Regions from separate parts of the Anas platyrhynchos genome. Here region 1 is linked to region 2. A link is a contact called in public Hi-C data. All regions are on one chromosome and are shown on one strand. The core of a region is the stretch at or near the end of the contact, and the rest is flanking DNA. Distances in the headings are between cores, read along the strand shown.

Evidence for each region. A called contact is a pair of places that touch in the nucleus more often than the background predicts.
Region 1: a Hi-C map of skeletal muscle shows a contact between it and region 2, with 4 times the contacts expected there. The contact joins two enhancer-like sites. A contact is called at or near these places in 3 of 8 Hi-C or Micro-C datasets (F5 follicle, skeletal muscle and small yellow follicle).

What each region holds. Positions count from the first base shown.
Region 1 is chr2:105,987,357-105,994,027 of IASCAAS_PekinDuck_T2T, forward strand. All of the region lies in intron 1 of TNS3 (tensin 3), which reads right to left. Among named protein-coding and RNA genes, the nearest start is that of TNS3, 47 kb to the right of the region's middle. Within about 2 kb of position 5,220, at least 5 of the 8 cell types and tissues checked have an H3K27ac peak or open chromatin away from gene starts, as enhancers often do. A contact at or near this core is called in F5 follicle, where this site is marked.
Region 2 is chr2:105,919,724-105,926,466 of IASCAAS_PekinDuck_T2T, forward strand. It overlaps TNS3 (tensin 3), which reads right to left. Exons shown (of 31, transcript XM_038173696.2): 4 at 5,101-5,142. Among named protein-coding and RNA genes, the nearest start is that of TNS3, 110 kb to the right of the region's middle. Within about 2 kb of position 4,433, at least 3 of the 8 cell types and tissues checked have an H3K27ac peak or open chromatin away from gene starts, as enhancers often do. A contact at or near this core is called in F5 follicle, where this site is marked.

The DNA.
Region 1 (6,671 bases), core at 3,970-6,469, 68 kb after region 2:
TATCTGCAATACAAATGCTTTGAAGCAAATTTGCTCTAGGAAACAGGAAAAAGTGATTGTGAGAAGTTAAAAACATTAGAAGAAGCAAATACAAGCATTTTAACAGGCACTTCGTAGTGTACTTCAAGAATATCATTCGAATTTGAGCTACCTCCAGTAGACTTTATTTTAGACAATACTTCAGTTAAGTATCAAAAGGGCATCTGTGATATCAAACTCTTCTACATCTTTCTTTTATGCAAGCTGAAAACTCAAATTATCCTGATTCAGAGGCCTGAAAAAGAACCCCATTTTATGGAAAAGAGTGCCACATTCTTCTAAGAAAGCCTTAACAATCTCAGTGTTAGCATAAACGGCCTGGTTCTCTTCATACAGAAGTATTAGAATTTTATTTATTTATTTTTGCAAGAAGTAGTAGAAACATTAAAAAGCATTTCTTTACTGTGTGAGTGACAGAGCACTGGAACAGACTGCCCAGAGAAGTTGTGGAGTTTCCCTCCTTGGAGATCTTCAAAAGCCATCTGGACATGGCACTAGGCAACCTGCTCTGGACAGCTCTGCTTGAGCAGCAGGGTTGGACCAGATGAGCTCCAGAGGTCCCTTCTAACCTTAACCATTCTGTGATTCTTGAAACAGGAAACCTAGTGGCTGACTGGTCTGCAAAAGGCTTCAAGAGTGACATTAATACTGCCAAATCTCACATCAGAGTACTGACTAGATAAAGGAGTCAATGCTACTGGGAGCTTACAAGCAAATCTATCATATTAACCATATTCTGCACACCAGACCCACTATACTAACGAGTGTGTGATTTGAGAAATTGCCACTTACAAAACTTCACTCATAGGCAACACCAGTTGCTCCAGCAGCTCATGAAACAACATCACAAGTTGTGCCAGGCAGTGTTAACAGAATGGAAGTAAATGGTAACAGGAGCTTTAGTTTCAAATCCCACCTGTAAAATCCATCATCCACGGGCTTTGAAGTTCTCTCATTTCATTTCCACTCACAAGTTTGGCACTGACTCCTTTGCAGAGAGACTATACACAATCAGATAAAAGGGAGACAAAAACCACTTCAACAATCATCTCTCCATTTTAAGAGTGTCATATACAGGAGCTCTAGATACCCCTTTTTCATCCAGACCACAGATAAAAGCAAAAGCATAAGGACTATAATTCTCCTTAGGCTGCTCAACAAAACAGAAGAATACTTCATAGAAAGTTCAATCTCCATTCAAGTCCATTGTAACCATTCCTTTTGGTAAATTGACCAGGCACTGAACGAAGACTGTGCATTTACTTCATATAAGCCACAGAAAAGCAATCAGTGATGCCCTGACCTATATACTCTTTCAGAATCTCAATTAACATACAATAACTTAAAACCAGTTATAAACATCAGAGTTAATCATACGCCCCAAAATATGGGCCATGAAACTTCTGACTGCTGCAAAGAGCTATATTCCATCTACTTAGATTAAGATGACAAAAAGCTTCTCAGAGGTAGCAGGTAGACTTTATTCAAATAATGCACTCATAGCTATTAAAAAAAAAAAAAAAGATCAGACCTTTATGTCAATAGGAATTGCACAATACAGAATCGTAGGACAATTCAGACTGGAACAGACTGCAGAAGTTTATCTAGTCTGGCCTCCTGCTCAAGTTTTTTGGTTCAATAAACATTTTGACTTTGAATATAAAATAATTTAAGCAACTTGCACACAGAAAAGTTTGCCCAGCAAAGAGGAATACAGAAGTATTGAATAAAGAGAAGTAATGACCTAGTATTTTTGGATCTTGGAAACACCATGAGTTCCCTGCCTCACCACAGACCTCTGAGTTACTGTAAACAAATAGCTTATTTTTTAACATGCAGCTGTGCATCACCTCTAAAATGGAGATACTAAACTTTGCAAGACGGGGACGACATGAAGCTAGGTAACTTTCAGAAGTAAACTGTCCAGATACCACAGTAACGTATAATGTAACAGACAGAAATGAAGATTAATATATCTGTGCATGAACAAGCTTGAAATGGCAACAGTAATCCAGTTTCACTGCACTTATAAAACGAAGGTAGCAATAAATTAAGATGTATGCAGAGGACTTGTTTCTAAAATCATAACACATTTTTGGAAGCACTGTTATGTACATAAATACTAGAATTAATAGACGAAAAGCTTCCCTTTCCCCACCCCCAACCCCAAGCTTATATATTTCTCTCCTTCTCCGTTAGAAAGTTTTGATCATTTTGGTAGGAATGAAATTCATATACAACTATTTTTGATAAATCCATATCTTGTTGCTACAGCATGAGTTTTCAAATACAAATAATGAACAGGAATACAAAAAGCATGTTGAAATACTTCTCCAACTGATATACACCTTAAAGTCAATTAGCATATTATACTTAAAGAGTATCTTGCTGAAGTCAGACTTCATGTCTGTATGCATACATTTCCTCTGTCATTGGCACACACGCGTAGTTTATTCATTACAAATACATCACCCTAAAAGTTAAATCTCAATTCCTAGCAAATAAGAAAAAAAAAAAAAAAAAAAGCCAAAACAATCAAAAATGTCCTCTGTATTCCTGAAGGACAAAACAGTTAAGGCTAAATATGTTATTCCTCTTGCCAACTCTTAATCTCCATCAACACAGCGGTATAATACCACATGTAGATTCTGTGGTCCCAAAGTGATCTCAACTGTTGTGCTTTGCAGGAACTCTACACTCAAATACCCATGAGGGTTGAAAATACTACCCCAGTAGTGCTCTTTCCTTTCTTCTCTAGGTCTTTTCATACCACTTGAAGCAGGAGTGTTTTCATTTCGCTTTTTCTTTCCCACCAACCATCTCTCTCCTGAATACCTTCTCTCTTGCTGAATGCAGCTCATCAAAAACTGTGACATCTAGGAAATTGTCTGTGCCTCTAGACAAGCACCTAAAGCTGTTAAAACCTTGGTTTATGTTCTAGTGACCTCAGTTGGGTAAATCCACAATTTTCCCAATCATTACATTTCTTTCTCAAATAACTGATCCAGTTACACTAGAAGTAATTCACTTAACAGCCATATGACACTGAATTTGCAATGAATCATCATGTAAAGCATATGATTGCACTTCCTTTCAGAAAGTGCATGAGAATTCAAGAAATTCTAAATACAGTAACTCAGCTGGACTTACATTTGAACTGGAAACTCCCAAATCTATTAGTATCTATAGAAAATTCTATCACCATGGTAAACAAACAAAACTGGTGCCAAATTCTGTGTCATTAAGAAATCAATGAAGCAAGTTCACCATTTTTATGGGAGCTGTCATATGCTTCATTTCCTTCACCACTTTCGAGTACAACCAAGGGAAAGATTCTGACTGCTTGAAGAGTCCTACTTTTCTGAAAAGTTTCTCACTCCTTGGCTCTACAAGTCTTCAGAGCATTTACTCACTAGGGAACTACTTCAAACAAATGTAACAGTACCCACAAGGGTAAGCCAAAGCACATAAACCAAAATGTTTTCTCTGCAAGCAAACTGCAAGAGAAGCATCCATTACCTTGAAAGACTCAAAGAAAGAAGTTGTTCAAGGATGTCCAGGAAATTAATGAAATTCACAGTAGTCAGGTTGGAAGCTGAAAGCATAGAAACACGATTCAGAAGTACTATCAGGCTTCAGAGTTCATAAAGAGAAAACAGTTTCTCACTGGCAAGGGCCTGACTCTCTAGAGATAAGGCATTCCAGTTCTTCCAAAAGTTTGAAAGGAATCTCAATTTCTGCCACTTTAAAGCTTGCTTCTCTTATACCAGCAAGACCTACAGCCCTGCTTTAAGCACAAGATACATAATTCCATATGGTTAAGTAACAATGGGTATCTCCGCGCAGATTACAGCTGAGAACCTGAAGTTGCTCTCCAAAAGCTAGGTACTCTTATTGCCTCCGAGAAGACAGAAAATGAATCCCAGAGAGACCAAGTATCAAACTCTCATTGCGTATCATTTTAAATTTCAAGCTATGTTACTGATGACCGTATCTGAATGAGTCACTGACAAGGAGAATATATAACAGCAGTCTACTTTGCTTGAATTTCAGTCTGTGCTCCAAAAATTACTCATCACATTCTTCTATCAAAATATATTAAACTGAAGAAAATACATTGCTCACATTTCATACCGGCTCAGTTTAACCATTATCTCTGTTGAGCAGAATAATATTTTAATAAAATCTCACATCTGCAGGGAACACAAAGTTTCACTAAAAGCACAGGCATACGGTACTAACCAGCTCAAATGGGTGATTACACAGTGTTAATTCATTGAACAAGGGATGACAAGATGTTTTCCCCTTCCCAAATAAGCAAAATCCATTAAAAAAAACAGTTCTCAAAGATGCTTCTGATTACTTACCAGCTACTTCTGGCAGCATCTTTCTTTAACCACAATATTATGAAAGTAGTCAGGAATTGTATCTTAAAACTAGGCCAAGAATCAACATTTCAGGCCTTGTTTTCCTCAGAACTACTGTTCTCTACTTGCAGATTCCAGATGTCACAGCTGATTCCCACCACTCTTCCCCAGCTAGCTCCCAAGTTCTATTTCTTGGTGAACTGGGTCTGGCTGGGATGGAGTTAACCTTCCCTGCAGCAGCCCATACAATGCTGTGCTCTGCATGTGTAGCTAGAACAGCACTGGTGTCACAGCAGTGTTTTTGTCTATTCCTAAGCGATACTGGCACAGCATCAGGACTCCCTCCAACCTCCTCCCAAGAGCCAGCAGGCTGGGGGTGTGTAATGGGTGGGGAGGGGACACCACCAGGGCACCAAAGGGATACCATATGATGTCACACTCAGAGAAAAAAAAAAAAAAAAAAAAGGTGGAAAAAGGGAAGGAGAGGGGAGGAGTGGGCTCTTATTATGAAAACGTCTGTCCTCCCAATGGCTACGCATATCGAGGCCTTGCTACAAGGACATGGTCAAGCATTGCTCATTGGTGGGAAGCAGATAAAAAGTTCTTTCCACTCTCTCTGTGCTTCCACATGGCCTTTGCTTGTTGTTTTGTTTGTTGTGTGTGTTTTTTTTACCCCCCCCCTTTTCCCTTTAGTTAAATTATTTAATTTCCCCTTAAATATTTTTCCTTTAATTAAATTATCCTTATCTTAACCTTTGAATTGTTTATTTCTTCTTCAGGGCCAACGGGACGAGGTTCAACATGGCTAAGTGCTGGGCCCTACACTTTGGTCACAACAACCACATGCAATGCTACAGGCTTAGGGGAGAGTGGCTGGAAAGCTGTGCAGAGGAAAAGGATCTGAGGGTCCTGATTGATGCTCACCTGAATACGAGTCAGAAGTGTGCCTAGGTAGTCAAGAAGGCCAACAGCATCCTGACTTATATCAGGAATAGGTAGCCAGCAGGACCAGGGAGGTGGTCATCCCCCTGCACTCTGCTCTGGTGAGGCCACATCTCAAATACTACGTTCAGCTTTGGGCCCCTCAGTACAAGAAGGACATTGAGGCCCCAGAACATGCCCAGAGAAAGGCTGTGAAGCTGGTGAAGGGCCTGGGACACAAGTCCTGTGAGGAGCGGCTGAGGGAACTGGGGTTGTATAGCTTGGAGAAGAGGAGGCTCAGGGGAGACCTTAGTGCTCCCTCCAACTACCTGAAAGGAAGGTGTGGGGAGTGGCGGGTCAGCTTCTTCTCACAGGTAACTAGTGATAGGACTCGAGGGAATGGCCTCAAGTTACACCAGGGGAGGTTCACATTAGAAATGAGGAGACATTTCTTCTCAGAAAGAGCAGTCAGGCATTGGAACAGGTTGCCCCGGGAGGTGGTGGTGTCACCATCCCTGGGGGTGTTTAAGGAAAGGTTGAACATGGTGCTTAGGGATGTGGTCTAGTGGGTGACATTGGTAGCAGGGGGAAGTTTGGACCAGATGATCTTGGAGGTCTTTTCTAATGTTAATGATTCCATGTTTCCTCTTTTGAGGAGGGGGAAGGAGAGAGCAATTGTGGTGGAGTTCAGCTGCCTAGCAAGGTAAAACCACCACAGTAGCACTACATCCTTCAGGCCGCAATCAGAGCTGGGGTGCCTCATGAACTACCCTCTCTCTACCCTTCAGGAAAGATGAGCTCGTTGACAATCTTTATTCCCCTAATGTACAAAAAGAAGGGCTATTACCTCCTCAGGACAGAATGAATATCTGCATTTCAAAGTAAAGCTGAGAGCAACAGCATGCACAACCACAGCAAACAGTCAAAGTGTTACAGTTGTATAGAAATAAAAGATAAAAACAGTATTTTTAAAAATTCATTTTCTTCAAAATTCCTTTTCACAGCAGAGAAATGTATCTGAAAAATGAACACTCAAAGCTAAAGACAAAGTTTGTGCATGCTCCTCTTGCACTTCATGGGGGATGGAGTTCTGGCTGGTTTCTGGCATTCCTCTAGAGACTGATTTCTCCAAAGAGACTGTAAGTCCCATGACACTCTTCAACTCTAAAAACAAGAACATTGCTCTAAAGGAAAGCCGCTGTTTCGAGAAACTCCTGTGCTTACTGAAAAAAAAAAAAAAAAATCACCACAAGTGAAGTGTATCCCAGGAGGCAGCAGAAGAGTATCAGCAAAGGTGTTTTTTTGGTTTTGTTTGGTTTCTTTTTGAACAAAATTTTTAAGCCT
Region 2 (6,743 bases), core at 3,183-5,682:
CTGGTAGCAATGAATGATCTTTCCAAAAATATTCCTAAGTCTCCAGTGAGATTCAAAATGTTTTGGTTTCTCTTCCCAACCTTTAGCCTCTTATTTTTCTCCTTTGCTCGTTATTTCAACTTCCTGCTTTTCTCATTCAGGCACACGCTGTGCACTAATTCAATGCAAAGAAGGCCAGAGTTTCTCTTTTAAGAGCTAATCAAGATACAGACCTCATTTCTGACAAATGTAATTTATTTCACACTCTTCTCTGTTGCCCCGTTTCCCCCTTTTATGCAGGAAGAGTCTCACACTTCCATGTTCTCTGTTTTTTTTTTATTATTATTTAAATTTTACTCTTTTTGAGTTAATTTCAGATCAGTATGCTCAGGCTGCAAATGCATGAAACTGCTGGCACACAGCAGTGCCGAGACACGGCACCAGTCTGCAGGCTCCTCCAAAGGCAGATGACAATGGTCTGTTTTGTGAGCCTAAGAGATCCAGGTGAGTTTGATCTCACCAGGAAGCAATGTGCGTATCTCCCTTAATACAGACCATTATGTCAAAACTAGAAAATGCACAGCACTATATTATATGTTATTGTATTAGTTAAAACAAAAAAGTGATGCAAAATACAGACAGCTCATTGTATCTGCTGACAACAGATGAACGTAGGTCACAATGCTGCTCATAGGTAACTCAATAATAAGGTTACTCAGAGGGAATATCTAAAAGGCTAGGATCAACAAGATAGAATTCACCCAGCAAGGGAATCATCCAGCAATCACTCAGAAAGAAAATTCACCAACACTTCGATACTGTCATTTACTATTTTGGGAACCAGAGAAGCAGAAGTTTTTCAGAAGAAAACTAGCAATCACAAGGTGTTTTACTGTTCTCCCTTCCTGAGGCTGTGTGACACTGGGAATACAGAAAAAGCCATTCTTCTTCCAGGGGAAATGCATTTGACAAATTTCTTTTACAAAGACAGACCATATTGCTACTTCCATCACCTCTCCTTAGATTAATTTAAAGCTGCTGCAAAGATGACTTCTATACAAGTTGTAAGGAACCCCTTAGCTTGTATACAGAGAAAGCAGAAAAGATAGCAAAGGTAGCTTTGCAAGCCTTACGTAGCTAGATTTACTTCCCCAAGGAAGTAAAAGTCCATATAGCAAGAAGTGAGTTCTACACACTTCACCATCCCTCTTCTATGACATTGCCCATATGTAAACTTTCACCCAAGGCACAGTTCTAATCTTAGAGCTGTTTCACATAGCTCTCTACAAGACCAAAGTTCCACTGCAAACATAAGGGAAACTTACTATGTCTGTATTTAAGTATTATTATGTTGACTATTATGTAAGGAATTTACCTCAACTGACTGAAATGTGTTCCAGCTCTGGTTGTAGCACAGCTTCATAATTACTTCAGAGGTTTGAACAAGTTTCCTGAATGAATACTATCCACAGGCAATTCAATTAAGCACAGCAGACAGAACAGGGTATGCAACAAGTAATGTAAATTACTACATTAATTTACACCTACTACATTAAGGATGAGGCTCTGCAGAATTCCTGTACAGCATGGCTCAATGACTCTTAACACAAAGTTCCTGTATGTGTGCTCTATTTCCTAATTCTCTAAAAACAACAGTGGTATCTACAGTGGAAAGAAAAGAATGTGGTGGCAGAAGAACAGATCAGAAGTAGATCTCCTGAGTTTGTCTGACCTTGCTGAAGATGCAAACTGAATCAGATATTCATCCATAACTTAGCCCTTTACTAACAGAAAATTACATGTGCTGATGGACAGAATTCTTGGAAAGAGACAAATCACTTCTGTCAGCCTTTAGTTGAACCAAGAAGCCTTGCTTTCTTGTTTTTAATATGTCAATATTAAAATGTAACAAAATTTTGGCTCTGACACTATCTAGAATTCAAGCCCAAACCTCTATGTTGATGTTTACACAGCTTTCCTGCCAAGCAGTAGGGGCTGCCGTTAGAAATATTTTTTAGTAGCCACATTGCTGGGAGAAAGCAATATAACTTTTCTTTCCTGGACCAGATGTTACAAAACAAGATAGAAAGGAGATGAAAGAACAAAGAAACACCAGAGCCAAAGAAGGCTCAGATGGGTTAAAGCAGTCTCTTTCAATTTCATTAATACAACAAAAAAAAAAAGAACAAGAACGTGTGATGTTTTCACACTGTTGGCTAGCTAAGATAAGCTCTTTTACAACCATTCTCTTCCTCCCCCTCCTCAAAGAAACAGGGGGAGAAAATATGATGAAAAAACACCTCATGGGTTGAGATAAGGACAGGGATATCACTCAGCAATTAACCACTACAGGCAAAACAGACTCTGCATATGGAGACTAATATAATTTACTGTCTATTACTATCAGACCAGAACAGTGAGAACTAAAAGCAAACTAAAAACACGTTCCCTCCCCCTATCTTCCCACTTCTACTTTCTCCCCCTGAGTGGCACAGGGGTACAGGAAGGGGATTTGTGGTCAATCCGTAACACTGTCTCAGCTGCTCCTTCCTCCTCACCCTGTTCCCCTGCTTCAGTGCGGGGTCCCTCCCACAGGATGCAGTCCTTCCTGAACTGATCTTGTGTGGGCTTCCCACAAACTGCAGTTCTTGAAAAACTGCTCTAATATGGGTCCGTACCATGGGGTCCATCCATCAGGAGCACACTGCTCCAACCTGGGTCCCCCATGTACAGCAGCTCCACCAGACCTCCTGCTCCACACCAAAACAGCTGTTGTGCAGCTATTTTTTCCTTTCTTAAATATGTTCTCACAAAGGCACAACTAGCATCACTCAACCTTGACCAGTGGCAGGAGGGAGCTGCAGGGTGTGAGCTACAGTTATGGATCACAGAACCAGAGCTGCAACAGCCCCATCAAGGCACCACCTGCATCTTGCCACTAACACATAGCTTGCCACTAAGACTGTCTTCAAAATTGCTAGCTGTGCATGAGCTACCACATGTACAGAAAAAAAAAAAAAAAAAGGGAGGAGAAACATCTTCGCTTGTCTAGTAAGCTACCACTACAAAGAGAAAGCTCCAGTGTGTTCAGATGTAAAAAAATTAAGCTAACAACTTCCTACTAAAAACAACAACAACAAAAAAGATTTTCCTCACAATATGTCTCATTATTTTGCTTCACATTTCTTATATTAGAAACAGCTATCAAAACCAATTAGTCACATGCATGTAACAAAGAAGTTTGTTCTGTTCTGTTTTTTTTTTTTTTATTTATTTTTAGGTGATTTGTCTAAAAAGAAGAACAAAGCAAATAGACAAAATTTTGTCACTAGGTATTTTAGCTGTTTTCAATAAATATGACCTAGTAACTTGAAGATTACTGCAACTTTACAAGAAAACACTGGATAATAGTATGCATCCAGTGTGGATAGAGAATACTTTGGCTGTACAAAAAACATTATTGCCACCCCAAATAAACAAACTATACTACTAACAACAAAGTCTTTGTGATGGTTTCCTGCCTACATAGGTAGTCAAGGATCAGAATTCTTCACAGTATGCAAAGAGCGACACCAGAAGAAGCCTGCAGCACTGAACCACAGATGACACTGGAAAAAAGTGCAACATGCAAGACAAACACAGTGAAATAGATGCTCATTTATTGCAGTAGAGAGCTGCTCTTTAACGATCAATTGGTGAAGGCCGCATGTCTTTTAAGTCTTTACCCTTGCTCCTTTTTAAATGCCAACTTCAACTTACAGCGGTGAATCAAATACCTGCATCACAGTTAACAGATAGTTAACTATAGTTATCTACCATGATTTATTTCAGGATCAGAGAAACCTGGCATCTCTGATAAAACATAACTGCAAAGGTTCTCAAAAAGACCTTTGTTCCTTCCTTGTTTTACTTATTTCACAGAAATTGTGCTAGAAATATATTCATACGTGATACCAGTATTAAAATATTGAATAATTCCCATTCGCAGAATTTTCTACATCACTTAGAAGGTAGAACTTAGAACTTAAAATAGAACTTAGGTTCTATTGCACTACAGTTTATATATTATTATTTCTTGTACCACTGGAACTACACCAGCAATAATAACAAAGAGTTGGTAAAGAACATCTAATTTGTTTTGTAAATAGTGTGGCACATTTGAACAAATAAATGCAAAAAGATTGATTACATATTGACCACAATAGAAGAACTTTAAACTGTTCTTGCTGAAAAAAAGCCTCTTGAATTCCTGAACCCCTCTAAAAGTGACCAGTCTACAAACATTTTAGTATTTCTCTTTAATTCTCCTCTGCTTGACTTAGATAAAGGAACTGTTATGGTTTTGGTTTGGATACAGTTAATTTTCTTTGTAAAAGCTTGTATGATTCCGTGCTTTGGATTTTTGATGACAATAGCAGTGATAACTGAACAATGTTTTTTGTTGTTGCAGAGCAGTGCTTGAACAGAGTCAAGGACTTCTCTATTTCTCATGCTGTCCTGCCAGTTGCTGGGAGGAGAGACACCCAGGACCAGGACAAACTGACCAAAGGGATATTCCATACCGTATGACATCATGCTCTGCAATAAAAGCTGGGGTAAAGAAGGAGGAAGGGAGCACTTTCAGAGTGATGGCATTTATCTTCTCAAGAAACCATTATACGTGATGAGCCTGCTTTCCCGGAAGTGGCTGGATATCTCCTTGCTGATGGGAAGTGGCAAATGAATTCCTTGTTTTGTTTTGTTTGCATGTGCAGCTGTTACTTTACATAGTTAACTTCTTTATCTCAGCCCATGAGTTTTCTCAGATTTATTTACCTGTCTGATTCTCTCTCTTATCCCACCTGGGGACAGTAAGAAAGCAGCTGTGTGGTACTTGGCTGCCTGCCATGCTCGAACCACAACAAGATCACAAAGTTCATTTCATTGTTCATGCATAAAATGGGGGAGGTGGGGAAGAGAGCACATAAGGAATACCAGAGACAATTTTACACAGTGTAGAAGCCAAAGAGCATGCCCTGAAAAGAGCTAGCATTTAACACTTTGTAAGGATGTAATAAAACAAGCAATAACAAAAAGGAAAATAGCAGGCCAAGCAAAAGAAAAATAAATAAAATTACTTACAGTTCTGGTTACATGACTTTTAAAGGCCTCAAAGTTGTTTTCCTGCAAAATGAGAAAAATGCACAAAATGGACTTTATTTTTCCAGATAGCTAAAATATAAGAAATCTCCTTCTAACATATTCACACAATTAAAAAAAATAAATGAATCATTCAGAAGTACACACACATTCTACAGCATTAACAACCAAACTATCTTTCAAACAGATATGGAAAACAAATTGATTTTACATCATCAGATGTAAAATTCAGATTAACATCATCAGATGTTAATTCAGATTTTGTAAACCAACGTTCTGAGGGTGCTTTACTCCAAGTTACAGAATACATAGAGAAAGCTATGCTGTGCATTTCCTCTTTTATTTTTTTCCAATTTCTCATTCTATGCTTTTTGATGGAAAAGAACACTTGTGTGGGTTATTGATAAAGTGAATTATCTTGGCTCAGTCTTTAAGTACAATGTAAAAATCTGTTTGCAGATTTAAAACACATTAAGTTGTATCTGTTGAAATTTAAGGCAAACCTTTTAAGAAGTTTAGCCAATTCGCTAATAGGAAAATCTAACTGGAAAAAAATAATCACCAGAAGTACAACCATCAGTACGTGCTTTTTTAATTATGACTCTCCAATTGGCATGAAATTAACATAATGGAATAGGGAAGTACATTGGCAAGATCAGGTAAAAAGACCTCGAGTCTTGCTTTAGACTTCAACAAGGGCAAGATTTGGCATTTCATAAAAGCAAATAACCTAGATTAGGGATTTCATCATTCAGTATCATGTGAGAACAACAGAACTATTTCACCTTGAAAAACACTCAGCCAAATGAAGTAACACTGGAACTAAATTGGTGCTATATAAAACTGCACCAAACTTCAGTGTGTTCTGTTCCACACATCTAGAAAGAGAGGCTACTGTGCATAAAGCAATATATAATGTTTAACAACTTCGAAATATTACTTCAAAAGACAATTTCAAAATCTGTGAGAAAAAAAACAATTCACTCAGAAGACACTGAAGCATTCAAACTGCCAAGACAGGTTGTGGATGCCCCACAGAATGGTTCGAGTTGGAAGACATGTTAAAGTTCATGTAGTTTCACCCCCAACCCCTCCATGGGGGATGCCTACCACTAAATCAGGTTGTGAACATCCTCTGGTTTGCACAGGTCCACCACTCAAGTCTGTCAAGGTCCCTCTGCATGGCATCCCTTTCCTCCAGTGTATCAACCACACCACACACCTCGGTATCATCAGCAAATTTTAGGTTCCTTAGATGGTCTCAAACCTGATCTTCTCCTACAGATCATTCCTCCAGTCCCTGCCCCTTTGTCCTCTGGGACTTGGGCTAATGTGGGTAGAGCACTTGCCAGTGAATACTTTGGCAAAAGAGCTGTTCAGTACCTCAGCCTCTCTGTGTCAGCTGTAACCAGATCTCCTGTTTCCTTCAGGAGAGAGTCCACATTTCCCCTAAACTTCCTTTTATCACTGACATATTTATAGAAGACCTTGGCCAGATTCAATTCTATCTGGGCTTCTGTTTTTCTAACTTACTCTCTGGATGCTCAATGTCTCTGTATCCCTCCCATGTTATCTACTCTTGCCTCCACCCTCTGTACATTTCCTTTCCATTAGTGCAGCCAGAA